Regions from separate parts of the Mus musculus genome. Here region 1 is linked to region 2. A link is a contact called in public HiChIP or PLAC-seq data. All regions are on one chromosome and are shown on one strand. The core of a region is the stretch at or near the end of the contact, and the rest is flanking DNA. Distances in the headings are between cores, read along the strand shown.

Evidence for each region. HiChIP or PLAC-seq counts read pairs in DNA pulled down with a chosen protein or histone mark.
Region 1: a contact with region 2 is called in an H3K27ac HiChIP or PLAC-seq map of extraembryonic endoderm stem cells, with 4 times the contacts expected there. The contact joins two enhancer-like sites. A contact is called at or near these places in 4 of 484 Hi-C or Micro-C datasets (bone marrow-derived macrophages, embryonic fibroblasts, liver and 1 more), 4 of 115 datasets of contacts at active chromatin or transcription factors (embryonic basal ganglia, extraembryonic endoderm stem cells, pancreatic cancer cells and 1 more) and 1 of 9 other capture datasets (embryonic stem cells).

Annotation. Positions count from the first base shown.
Region 1 is chr16:33,321,780-33,328,354 of GRCm38.p6, reverse strand. No RefSeq gene overlaps it. Among named protein-coding and RNA genes, the nearest start is that of 1700007L15Rik, 56 kb to the left of the region's middle. Within about 2 kb of position 1,559, at least 47 of the 459 cell types and tissues checked have an H3K27ac peak or open chromatin away from gene starts, as enhancers often do. A contact at or near this core is called in extraembryonic endoderm stem cells, where this site is marked.
Region 2 is chr16:33,756,522-33,762,799 of GRCm38.p6, reverse strand. Heg1 (heart development protein with EGF-like domains 1) reads right to left here. Exons shown (of 15, transcript NM_175256.5): 13 at 1,955-2,042. Among named protein-coding and RNA genes, the nearest start is that of Muc13, 35 kb to the left of the region's middle. Within about 2 kb of position 1,974, at least 36 of the 459 cell types and tissues checked have an H3K27ac peak or open chromatin away from gene starts, as enhancers often do. A contact at or near this core is called in extraembryonic endoderm stem cells, where this site is marked.

The DNA.
Region 1 (6,575 bases), core at 310-2,809, 430 kb after region 2:
ACAGTGTACTCACATGCATTAAATAAATAAATCCTTAATAATAATAATAATAATAATAATAAAAGATGTGAGCCCTCAGCCATCAGTTTCTAGCTCCACTTGCCAAGCCTGCCTGCTGCCTCACGTCCCTAGTGATGAACTCCTATTCCTCAGGAATTGTAGCCCCAAATGAACCCCTCTTCCTGGACTTCTTTGGTCCTGGCAATAGAAAAACACCTAAAATGGGATACAACCATGGTAGCTGGGAGTCATGGTCACAGGAGTAGGCAGTTGATGGTTATTGTTCATCCAAAGCCAGGGAGAGAGGGAGAGAGAGGGAGAGAGAGGGAGAGAGAGAGAGAGAGAGAGAGAGAGAGAGAGAGAGAGAGAGAGAGATGTTTTTCCTTTTCCCATTCTTATTAAGTTGATATTCTCAGCCCATGGAAGGGCCCTACCTTCTTTCAGGCCGAGTCAAACCTCTCTGGAAGTATCCTCAGATATCTGGCCACTTCTGTGTCTCTTAGGTGATTTAAAATCCATTTTAAATGACAATAAAGATTGACTATGCCAGGCAGTGGTGGCGCATGCCTTTAATCCCAGTACTTGGGAGGTAGAGACAGGCAGATTTCTGAGTTCAAGTCCAGCCTGGTCTATAGAGTGAGTTCCAGGACAGCCAGGGCTACACAGAGAAACCCTGTCTGGAAAAAAAAAAAAAAGATTGACTATTACACTCTATTTTTAAAGGCTTACATGTATATATGAGTATGTGCCTTCATGTACAGATGAGAACTACATCAGAGTAGTACCCAAGGAGGACGGAAGAGGGCACTGGATCCTCTGGAACTGGAGTTACATTTGGTTGTGAGCTGCTGTGTGGGTGCTTGGAACTGAACTGCCAGATCCCCTAAAAGAACGGTAACCACTCCTAACCAATGAGCGTGTCTGCAGGCCCTCACACTCTGCAGGAGTAGGACTGATGTATTCCCCCTCCCTCCATGCCTCCCTCCAGTGGAAAGCCCCGCTCCAATCTGCTTACTTTGCTCAGGTCTTAAGTCTGATCTCCACGTTGGCACAAGGCCAGTTTTACCAATAAGACCCTGCTTTGTCTGTCTATGTGATGTCTCGAATTCTCAAAGAAAGCTGCTCAAGAATTGGCACACGCCTTTAATCCCAGCACTCGGGAAGCAGAGGCAGGCGGATTTCTGAGTTCGAGGCCAGCCTGGTCTACAAAGTGAGTTCCAGGACAGCCAGAGCTATATGGAGAAACCCTGTCTCGGAAAAAAAAAAAAAAAAAAAAGAATTTCGTTATTTTAGTCTAATGAGAGAGAAAGAGAAAGAGAAAGAGAAAGAGAAAGAGAAAGAGAAAGAGAAAGAGAAAGAGAAAGAGAAAGAGAGATGGGAGGGAGAGAGAGAGAGAGTCATGTCCAGCCTGGCAGTGTGAGTACTTTGCTACCAGAGAAGCAGGAAATTTATTTGGGGGAAAAAAAGCCACACAGCTGCGTTCCCTCTGTTCAGGGCTTAACACATTCCTCACAGTGAGCAGACATTCTTCCCTAGGATACGGAATGTGGCATTCAGTGAGCATATTCCCCACCTGCTCACCTTCCTTGTGGCTCTCACATTACTCACAAGGAAGAGGCCTGTCTCTGAGAGGGAGTGTTTGACTCAGTGCGGTCTAACTCTCGATTTAGCTGGTTCTGGCCGGAGAACTTGGCAGCTTCGCCAACGTCCTTGGCTGGCACATGGAAGACGTTTTCAATGTGAGGCTCAGTGGGGACGTAAGGGTTAATGTGTACATGCAAATGGGCACACGTCAAGGGTGCACATGCAAGTGCACACATACCAAATCCCATGTTTATCATGTTCTCTGGCTGCGATTCAAAACAAGGGACTACCTGTTGCCGGCTAGGTGCTCATCTTCGAAGTGGCTCTGGAGAAGTCCCTGCTCTGTGTCATTTTAAAACGGAAGGTTGTTCAAGTTGCACCACGTCTTCAGAGGTGTGCAGACCAGGAGGGGAGCTATTAAATCCAGTCGGCCTGCATCAATAGCCCGTGGTTGCCAACTGCAGGTTGGTTGGTGTTCTGGGAAGCACAGCATACAGCTTTCTAATCAAAGGGCCCATTGTTCCAGATCCCAATTATCCCAGCCCGGCTTGTCACGAACTCTGAGGTGCACACCCTGCCTACTCTGGAAAGTGGTCATGTGTTTAGGAGATTCAAGCCTTGTCACGTTATCTCAACCCCTTGGAGGATTAGGATACACGCAGAGGCAGCTAGCTGGCAGCTTCCTGGTAGAGCTTTTACCAGTTTTCCCCTAAATGTGCACAGACTCAAAGAGGGAAAGGCCTCTCAAGTCGATCAGACAGTGAAAGCACGTGAATCCAGCAAGTACCCAGTAAACAGTCACTGCCTTTGAAAAACCTCCAGACCAGGCACTCCCCCAACCTTTGTCTTACTATTACTGTGTAAGAGATTACACGCCCCAAATTGGCCAGGTGTGGTGGTACACATTGTTAATCCCAGCACTCAGGAGGCAGAAGCAGATCTCTGTGAGTTCAAGGCCAGCCTGGTCTACATGTTGTGTTCTAGGACAGCCAGAGTTACACAGACAATCTTGTCTCAGGAGAGGAAGAAAGGAAAGGAGGGAGGGAGGGAGGGAGGGAGGGAGGGAGGGAGGGAGGGAGGGAGGGAGGGAGGAAGGAAGGAAGGAAGGAAGGAAGAAAGGAAGGAGAGAGGGAGAGAGAACAGAGAGGGAGAGGAGGGGAGAGGGAGGGGAGGAAGGGATGAAAGAAAAAGAAAACCTCCTCAAAATATAGTGTCTTAAAATGACACAGTTCTTACCATCTTGAGTCTCTGTGGGACTGGAATCCAGGTGCAGCTTTTCTGGATGCGCTGGCTTCAGGTTCGTCAAAAAGCCACAGTTATGCCAAAGCTCCCTTAAAGACATATCTTTAAGATTCAGTTCCTCGAGGGCTTTGGCACTGAGGGTCCCTGTTTCTAACAGTGCAGGTCAAACCACACCACAGAAACTTTAAATCGAGGATAAGCAGCAATGCCCCACTCACCCTCCCCACCCCCAACACACTGCTTCGAGTCCAAGGATATCTTAAAGGTGTAGAACTACACAATTGCATTTGTATCTCTTTCTATGATGTCTTCAACGATTCATCCACTCGGTGACTAGACTTGGACTTGTCCAGTATCAAGCACTATTCTCTTCCCCCTTCCCTTTCTCCCTCTTGCTCTGGCCCCGCTTGCTCGCTCTGGACTCTGCTTGCTCCCGGCTCTACTTGCCCTGAGCCCTGTTCAATCCGGGGCCCCGAAACAAGCACCATTTTGGGTAATAGGAATAGAGAAATAGGATGATAAAACAAAGTAACCTGATTATGGAGTTCACAATCCAAGAGAGAAGATAGAAAATATACAAGGGGAGAAGGATTACATAGCAACTAGTCTCTCTGTCTGTCTGTCTTTCGGATTTATTTAGGGGGCTGGAGAAATAGCTCAGCAGTTAAAAGCACTTGTTTATTCCTTTTTCTTTCTTTCTTTTTGAGAATTGGTATTTTATTTATTTTTATGTACACTGGCATTTTGCCTGCAATAGGTTTGTGTGAGGGTGTCAGATCCCCTGAAACTGCAGTTAAAGACAGTTGTAAACTGCCATGTGTGTTCTAGGAATTGAACTCAGGTCCTATGGAAGCAGCCAGTGTTCTTACCTGCTGAGCCATCTCTCCAGCCTCTGGTAGAAGACTTCACAGCCAGGCAGTGGAGGCACCTGCCTTTGATCCTAGTACTTGGGAAGGAGAGGCAGGTGAATCTCTGAGTTTGAGGTCAACTTGGGCTATAGAACAAGTTCCAGGACAGCCAGGGCTACACAGTGAGACCCAATTTGGAAAAACAAGCAAGCAAACAAGAAAGAGGACTGGAACCACTCTTTCCCCTATAAGTCCTAGTTCCTTTCCCTAACAAAACAGGAATTGAAATTATGTAGCAGATGAGATTATAAGAATCAGAAAGCTGGTTGAAGATGACAAAGACATCAATTAGCGATGCAGTTCAACTGCTGTCCACAGAAATCAGAACTGACGGAGAACCTGTCACCGCAGTCTCTCCTGTTCCTACTGACCTACTGAGCTGGAGGCAATGGTGGATGCCTCAGCAGACGGCGGCAGACCAGGCTGGACAATTCTGTCTCACTGGTTCCACATGTGCAGAACCTGGGAGGGTGAAGCCTGTGAGAAAATGCTACCAAATAAAAGAAAGGTCGAGTCTTCTCATCTCTAAAGAACGAGTCTCCTATACACACACACACACACACACACACACACATCAAATTACTGCAAAACAAGAAGAAACTGTTAGGGAATCATTTGGCGTCATCACTAGAAAGGAAAAAAAAAAGACGTCTTTCATAAAAAACAATGAAAAGAAAGCAGGGGAAAGTGATAGGTTTTCAGCTGGGACCATGAACGCCTGTGGCCAACAAACGGGGGTCATCTCAACAGCCCAGCTGGCTAATTCTAAATACATGGCTTCTCTCTCACCCACTACACCCAACAAACTACTAGAATGGGAAATACAGACTCTCTCTTCCCAACAAAATACTGTTGTTTGCACCTAAGAAGACATAAGAAATATGTTTCCGTATGTCATTAGCTACTTTTTTCTATGATATTTCTATGGCCAGACAGCATGGGCGAGTCAGCATATGCACATATGGAATTTCATTTAATTTAATCTCTTTTGGTGGAAAATTATACATTATTTGGGGCTCGGGAGATGGCTTTATCAAAAAAAGTGCTTTTGACTCAAATAAAAGAACCTGAGTCCGATTTCCCCAGAAGCCATGTTAAAAGCTGCTCAAGGCAGTGTGCACCTGTGCTCCCAGCTCTGGGGCGAGGGCAACAGGGACAGGAGGATCTCTGGGCTTGCTGCCCCGCCATCCAGCTGAATAAGCAAACTCCAGGCTCACTGAGAGACCTTGTCTCACAAAAGCAAGGTTGAGTAAGACATGGGATGTTGTCTACACACACACACACACACACACACACACACACACACACACACAGAGAGAGAGAGAGACAGAGAGACAGAGAGAGAGACAGAGAGAGACACAGAGAGAGACACAGAGAGAAAGAGAATAACTATATACACACACAGTCACACACAAAGGCACAAATATACATAAGTGCACACATACACAAATAGCCACAGGCACACATAGAGGCACAAACACACACAAGTGCACTTGGATACACACACAGACACTTACATACAAAGGCACACATATACACACAGAGGCACAACCATACACAAGTACACACAGGCACTTGCATACACACAGGCAAGGCACACATACACAAATAACCACAGGTATCCACATACACACACAGGCAAAGACACAAACTTGTCTTCATAAGTAAAGCTGCACCTCACTGCCAGCATCCTCTGCTCGTCCACTGGCCTTGCCTGAGCGGATGAACAGCTTCCTAAATGGTCTCTGTACTAATTGCGATGGGCTCCAATCCAACAGGCATTGAACTCTAGAGTTCTTCTAGAAAATTGTGCTTTATTTAGAATTAGTTCTTAAACAACACGAAGTGTACACACCCTTATACACCTGGTCCCTGACTCTGTGGCTATTTATCATCTGGTGATAATTGCACAGCGCTGCGGCTCATGACAGCAAAACCCAAAAGGTCGATACATCTTCTGTCTTCAGGGACCTTATGATCTAACAGTAGAATTCAAGAACTGACAATGATGTTTTCAGTTTCTGTGCTAAGAAGAGTATGTGTTGATAAGGAGCCATGTGGCCAGAGTGGCCAGAAAGCCTAATCTGAAAAAGTGACATCAACTTTGAGATCAGGAAATCAAGAGTCAGGCTAAGTCAGGTGAAAGGATGGGGAAGAGGGAACATCACGTTCAAAGGCCCGGCCATGGCACCCCAAGATCAAAGCAGCTTCGTGGACGCTCACAAAAGACTTCTCCTCTGAGGGCTAGAAGGGCTAAACTATTTTTACCCGTGATGTAAAAGAAGAACTCTAGAGTTCAATGCCTGTTGGATTGGAGCCCATCGCAATTAGTACAGAGACCATTTAGGAAGCTGTTCATCTGCTCAGGCAAGGCCAGTGGACGAGCAGAGGGTGCTGACAGTGAGGTGCAGCTTCTGTTTAGGAGATGCCATTTCATGTTGTGTGAGGCTTAGGGGACCGGGATCAAAGCTGGTCCTCTCCTTTCTGACCTGAGCAGCCAGTGGCACCACAGAGCACACATAAGACAAAGATTCATGAATTAGCTGAGTGATGTCCAAAGACCCTACAAAATCCCCAGCTGGGAACGTTCGCTATATGGAGCTGGGACTCTGCAGGTACAGGGGTTGCGGGTGAGGGGGTGGGGGGTGGCAGCTCTGCAGGGGGTCTGAGCTGGGAACCTGCCTGGCGTCTGCCAGGGAGAGGATTATATTCGTTACTTTACTCATGGCTGAGAGGAAGCAGAGAGATGGAGGCTGTGCTTAGCTCATTTCTGTTTGTTCAGGACAGGATCCAGGCCAGTGGACTGGCACCACCCACATTTAGGATGCAGCTCCCCATCTT
Region 2 (6,278 bases), core at 725-3,224:
TAAGACAACGGTCTTAAACCCTAAGACAACCAAGGATCAGAAACAATTATGTTTCTTTGAGGCTTTGAAGGCTGTTGTTCCTTCTTCAGCACTTTAAGTCCCTGGGAAAAGCACAGAAACGACTCTGCCTTCAGTGCTGGCTTCCTCCAGGCTCAGAGCAGGCTGCCACCGCTTCCCATTCACTAACCAAGAGTCCAGGTTCCCTCCTAAAACGACTACACGGCTGTGGTAGAGAATGTTGCCAATGCAAGGCCCATGTGCCCCAGCTGCCAGGCTCTGTTTCTCTGGGTAACTGCCCTCAACGGGGTCACGTTTACCTTTAATGGTAATCTACGAAGGGATACTTAAAGGCAGTTGATTATTCTCGGCGGCCTTTCTGGAGGCCGAGGATGCCTTAAAATGTCTCTTTAACACTGGCACACACACAAAAAAGATAACTAGCGATTTTGGAAAGGTCCCTCCAGCTGTCACGTACAAATAATTCTTTCCTTTTGGTATCATCTAAATCAATGACTGTAATGTTCCTTTACTTGAACAGATAATTGAGACAAGGGGGAATTCCTTCTTTCTTTCCCTTCCTTCCTCATGGAAACTCTATTGCAGGAAGCCTGGAGCTGAGGTTCATCCAAAAAAGGTCCTACTTTTTTACTGCTAAAATAGTTCAGGTAGTTCCTTTCCTTCCTCTGTCTGCTTCTCTCTGTACACACACAGCTCTGAGACGACTGACGAAACCATACAATGTACTCATAAAATTTTTTTTAAAACATATTCACAGTGGTGTGACCATTGTCACCTCCAGAAGTCTCAGACCCCTTATCAATCAACCCCAGTTGCCCAACTTCTCCACCCTGACCTCTGCCCTAGATTCCCACTGGCCTACTTTCTGTCTCAATTAGATGCAGAGACTCTTATAACTCCTATTCCTATCGCACTTCAGATGATCTTTTGAGATGCCTCGTTTCCCTGAGAACAAGGGTTTGAAGGTTCACATGTGTCAGTCGGTGGCTGACAGAATGTGGCTCTGTCACATCTGGGTTTTGTACCCGTAGGCGCTAGGACTGCTCCCCTCCCCACCCCCTTTTGACTCTCAGGAATAGGACTGTTGTGAATACCCAGGTCCAAGTTCTTGTGTAGATGACTCATAAGCATCTCCTGGGACTGGGAGTCCTGGGTTTACCAGACATTCAAAGCTGCTTTTCTTTCTTCTATCCCTGCCAGCCATGTGTGCCTAAGGACTCCAATTCTGCCACATTCTCATCAACATTCCTTATTTTCTGTTATTTATTTATTTAAAGACACTTCTTGCTGCGTAGTCCTGGCTGTCCGGGAACCTGGAACCCACTATGTAGACTAGGTTGACCTAGGAGATCCAACTGTCTCTGCTTCCTGAGTGCTGGGATTAAAAATGTGTGTGAACAAGTTTGGTTGTATTTTAAAAAAACAAAACAAAACAAAACAAAACAGCTGCCTGTATTCCTGGCCGGCTTTGCACTTGCTTTATAGCTAAGGATGATTTTGAATTCTTGATTCTTCTTGCCTTTCCATCCCGGGCTGGGATCATAAGGAGGACAACACTTTGTTCTTTAGTTCTGCATGGCTGCGGAGCATGCGCAGGGACGACACTTTGCTTTGTTCTTTGGTTCTGCATGGCCGCGGAGCATGCGCAGGGCTTCACGCACGCTAGGCAAGCGCTCTACTAACTGAGCCATGTCCTCAGCTCCAGAGTTTGTTTTTGATTTTGATAAAGTCCTTTTTATTTTGTTGCTTTGGAGACAGGGTCTTACTATGTAGTCCAGGCTTGCCTAGAACCTGCTATAAACCCAGGCTGTCCTCAGAGTCATCTTCCTTCTGCCTCAGTCTCCCAAGTGCTAGTTTACCCAAGGTTCAGAATCCACCTTCGCATAGTAGCACAGGTCCTGAAAGGGGGATCTAAATGAGAGGTCTCACCACTCACCTGCAACAGGTAACAATGAGTGCCACGCCCAGGATGAGCAAGAGGCCACCTCCTGCGGCTGCGATCACCACAGTGATGAGCTGATAGGCTAAACACAGAAGACAAAGGAAAAAAAAACAAACAGGGCTGATTGGCAGGAGGTCCTCAGTCCTAAGTAAGCCTCCACCCACCCCACCTCCGCAGCATGGCCCTAGCTGCTCTCTCCCACTGCCTGCTCTCTGGCCCAGAGATCCTCCAAGGCTAGAGTTCTGCTTTCTTTGCAGTGAGAGGATTCCCTCTTTCAGCTCCAAATTTCTTTCTCTAGAGCAATCCTAATGACGTCACTAAACCAGAAAAGAGACAGGCAACCATCAAGTTTCCCCAAACTGTTCTGAAAGACTTTACTCTTATTCCCCCTCTCACTTGGGTGCTTGCTTTTTATCACGTGAAAATTATACATCTGGAAATTTAACTTTTTATCTTGATGGTAATTAGTGAAGATAAAGATTTGTGCTTCACCCTGGAGGCAGAGGCAGCCTGATCTGCATGGTGAGTTCCAGCCAAGCCAGGGCAACAGTGAGACCCTGCTTCAACAAAACAAAACAAAACACCAGATGTTTGATTCAGTTTTAGAGTCTTACTTGGTAAAACAGAACAGAGACAGGTTAAACTCTTCAATTTCAAAAGAAATGTTACGTCTGCTAAGTCCAGAGTCTGGGTTCACTGTGTAAAGCATGCCAGAGACACAGGAGGCTCCTTATACATTGATTTAATTACCAGAAATTAGCACTGATAGAAGCATATATTATATATAATAATGCTAACATATCTAATTAGTTGGGTTTTATATCTGTATATTGTAGCAAAATTTATGATAGATTATATTAAATTTTCTATTTTTGTATGGATATAAAATTAAAATTGGTTTCTCAGGTTACAAGATCTAGTTTGAAAGACCAATAACTAGATTTTTTTCTTTTTAAAAAAAATACACATTTTATATTTCATTACCAATGTTTTATTCAACTATTTGTCTGTGACCAAAGAGACCAGGTAAGGACATCAGGATCCGCTGGGACAGTTACAGAGGGTTGTGAGCCATCACGTAGATTCTGGGAGTGGAACCCAGATCCTCTGTAAGAGCAGACCTGTGCTCTTTCCCACTGAGCCATCTCTCTAGCCCCAAACGACCAGACTCTTTTTTTTTTTTTTTTTTTTTTTTGAGACAGGGTTTCTCTGTATAGCCCTGGCTGTCCTGGAACTCACTTTGTAGACCATGCTGGCCTCGAACTCAGAAATCCGCCTGCCTCTGCCTCCCGAGTGCTGGGATTAAAGGAGTGCACCACCACGCCCGGCATAACCAGACTCTTTAAAGTGTTCTAAGACTGATCCATGATCTGCAGGCATGGTTATAAAGTCAAGGCCATGGCACAGCTCTCCTGCTCTTGTCCTGTCTGGATGAACTCATAGATCAGGGGCTATGAGTAGAACATGCAGACGATAAGCTATGCACCCCTTATCTATCCTTTTATTTAAACAAGCCACAAAGAGGCCAGATTATTATGAAAAAGATTAGTTCTGCAATATAGAGGGAACAAGGTCAAATCATGGGATGTGTCCCTCTTCTTCCTTGACTCTGATATATGCGTCCAGATATCCTTCGTATGTGTCAACTCCTGCTGTATTATAACTTTTACATAATTATCTTCAATTTCATATATTAGTGTGTGTGCACACGTGTGCACACGTGAGTGAAAAGACAAGCCTCTTCGAAGTAGCCATTGTTCATTTTTAAAAAAAAAAATATTTATTTTATGCACTTAATTAATAGATACCTATATTATGCATCACTGACCATGGAGATCAGAAATGGGCATTGGATTTCTTGAAACTGGAGTTACGAATGGTTGTGAGCCATTATGTGGGTGCTGGGAATAGAACCTTGGTGCTCTTAACCACTAAGCCATCACTTCAGTCCTCACCCCCATCCCTTTTAAAGAATTTTTAAAAATCATTTGTATATTTGTATGCGTGTGTCTGTGTGTGCTTTGTGTATGTGCCAGAAGAGGGTGGCAGACCCCAAGGAGCTGGAGCTACAGGGAGTTGTGAACAACCCAAGTTGGGGCTTGAACTCTAGTCCTCTGGAAGAGCAGCTCGTGTACTTAACCCCACACCATCTTTCCAGCCGGCATCTCTACCAGCTCTGCCCTGAGCTCCTGTCATGTCTTCTCTGGACAGCAAGTCTGACCTTGCTGTTTCTTCTTTTAAGAGACTTTGGTGGCTCCCAGTGCTCTACTTACTTATTTATTTACTTACTTATTTTCATTTTTGAAACAAAGAGTCATGGATAGCCCAGGTGGGCTTCTATATTACTATTTAGCCAAGGATGCCCTTGAACTCCTGCTAGCCTCTACATTCAGAGTGCTGGGGTTACAGGCAATCACATCTGGTTTCTCTGTGCCCTGTGCCCCCTTTTTGGACAGGTAGCCAAGACTGGCTGTGAACTTGTGCTTTCTGCCTCTCTATCTCTCAAGTGTTGGGATTACAGGCCTGTGTCACCATGCCTGGCTCCCCTGGCCTTTTTTTTTGGGGGGGGGGGTGTTTGTTTGTTTGTATTGTTGTATATGTGTGTGCTATCAGGGAAATCTCTCTGTAGACCAGGCTGGTCTTGAACTCAGAAGTCCACCTGCCTCTGCCTTCCAAGTGCTGGAATTAAATGTGAGTATTACCATTGCCTGGCTGTCTTTTTAAATTGAGATAGGCTCTCATTAGCCTAGTAGCTTATACTTACACTTACTATGTAGCCCAGGCAGGTTCTAAATTGAAATGATCCTCCTGTTTGAGTCTGGGATTACAGCCATGTGCTACCATGCCCAGCTTTTTCTTCTCTTAAAAAGCAAAATCTAAACTGGGCAACGGTGATGCATGCCTTTAATCCCAGCACTCAGAGGCAGAGACAGGAAGATATATGTAAAGTCAAGGCCAACTTGATCTACAGAGTGAGTTTCAGGACAGCCAGGGCAACCCTGTCTCAAAAAAACAAACATAAAAGTTTAATTTTTATCCTACACATTAAACTAAGTTTTCTCATTTATAGCAAAACAGGCAAATATCTATGATAGCAGTGATCTTTACAAGAGGCCGCAGGTTACATTCCTCTTTGAAATAGTTTTGTCTGGAAAAAAAAACAAAACAGAAAACAAAAAAAGCCACAAACCAATATACTTTGTAGGAAAACAGATGGAACCGTATAGCATAAGATAAACCAGACTCAGAAATATAAATATTGTCTGTCTTCTCTCATATGAGAAACCTAAACTTAAAAATTATATATGCATTTCACACACACACACACACACACACACACGAATGGCATGAAAGTAGAAGGAGTAGGGAACAACTCTGGCTATATAGCCAAGGGTAGCCTGGAACTCACCATGTAGCCCAGGCTGGCCTCACACTCATGATCCTCCTCCTTCAACCTTCCAAATACTAGACTTACAAGTGTGTGCCAGCATACCTGGCAGGATAGCTTTTTAAATAAACAAAATAAAACCTTACTCACTTCCCCATCTTTCCCTTTAGGTATCAACTACCATACACTGCCTGTTGTTCTTCTTCTAATGGTATTCACTGAGGACCAACATATTGGTAAAACACAGCAATATTCTGTTTGTAAAGGCCCCCATGTTTGGATGTCACAGTAATGTGAACACTTCTATGTGTGTGTGTGCTATGGCAGCATGAGACTTGCACTAACACGGATGGAGTTGGAAAATATACTAAGTGATCCCAATGTGTAATGTTTGTATGTGGGGCTAGGAATAGATGTGAGGTGAGTTATAAAACCAAAAAGGAGACAGTGAAAGGGGACAGCTAAGAGTTAAGGGGGAGCTGACAGGACACAGATGACAACAGGAAAGGAGTCTATGGGAGGTGGGAGGGACTTGAGGGGTTCATCAGGTAAAAAGAACCTAAAAGAATTATGTTTGAAAAATGCCAACGTGAATCTTGAAAGTGGGTATGCAAATTAAATATTTTAAATAAAAGAAATAATAATAAAAGGTAAGAGGATGAAGAGATGTCATAGACCCTTACCCATCTCTGCCAAGGGCAATGTCTTACAGAATCATTTCAGGTGCAAGTGCTCACTTCTGCTTTCTGTGACATGGGGCTTCATGGGCTCTTTCTTCCCCAGCACCAACTGTCATGTTGGCTTCTGGCCGTGGAGGGGTGCTGTGAGTGTTTCCGTGGGATTGAGACAGGAACAAACGCTATCTCTGTCCTGTGCTTTCTAGTGTGAGGAGATGCAGCAGAGAGAGCTGGGCTCCTTGGGCCTCCTTCC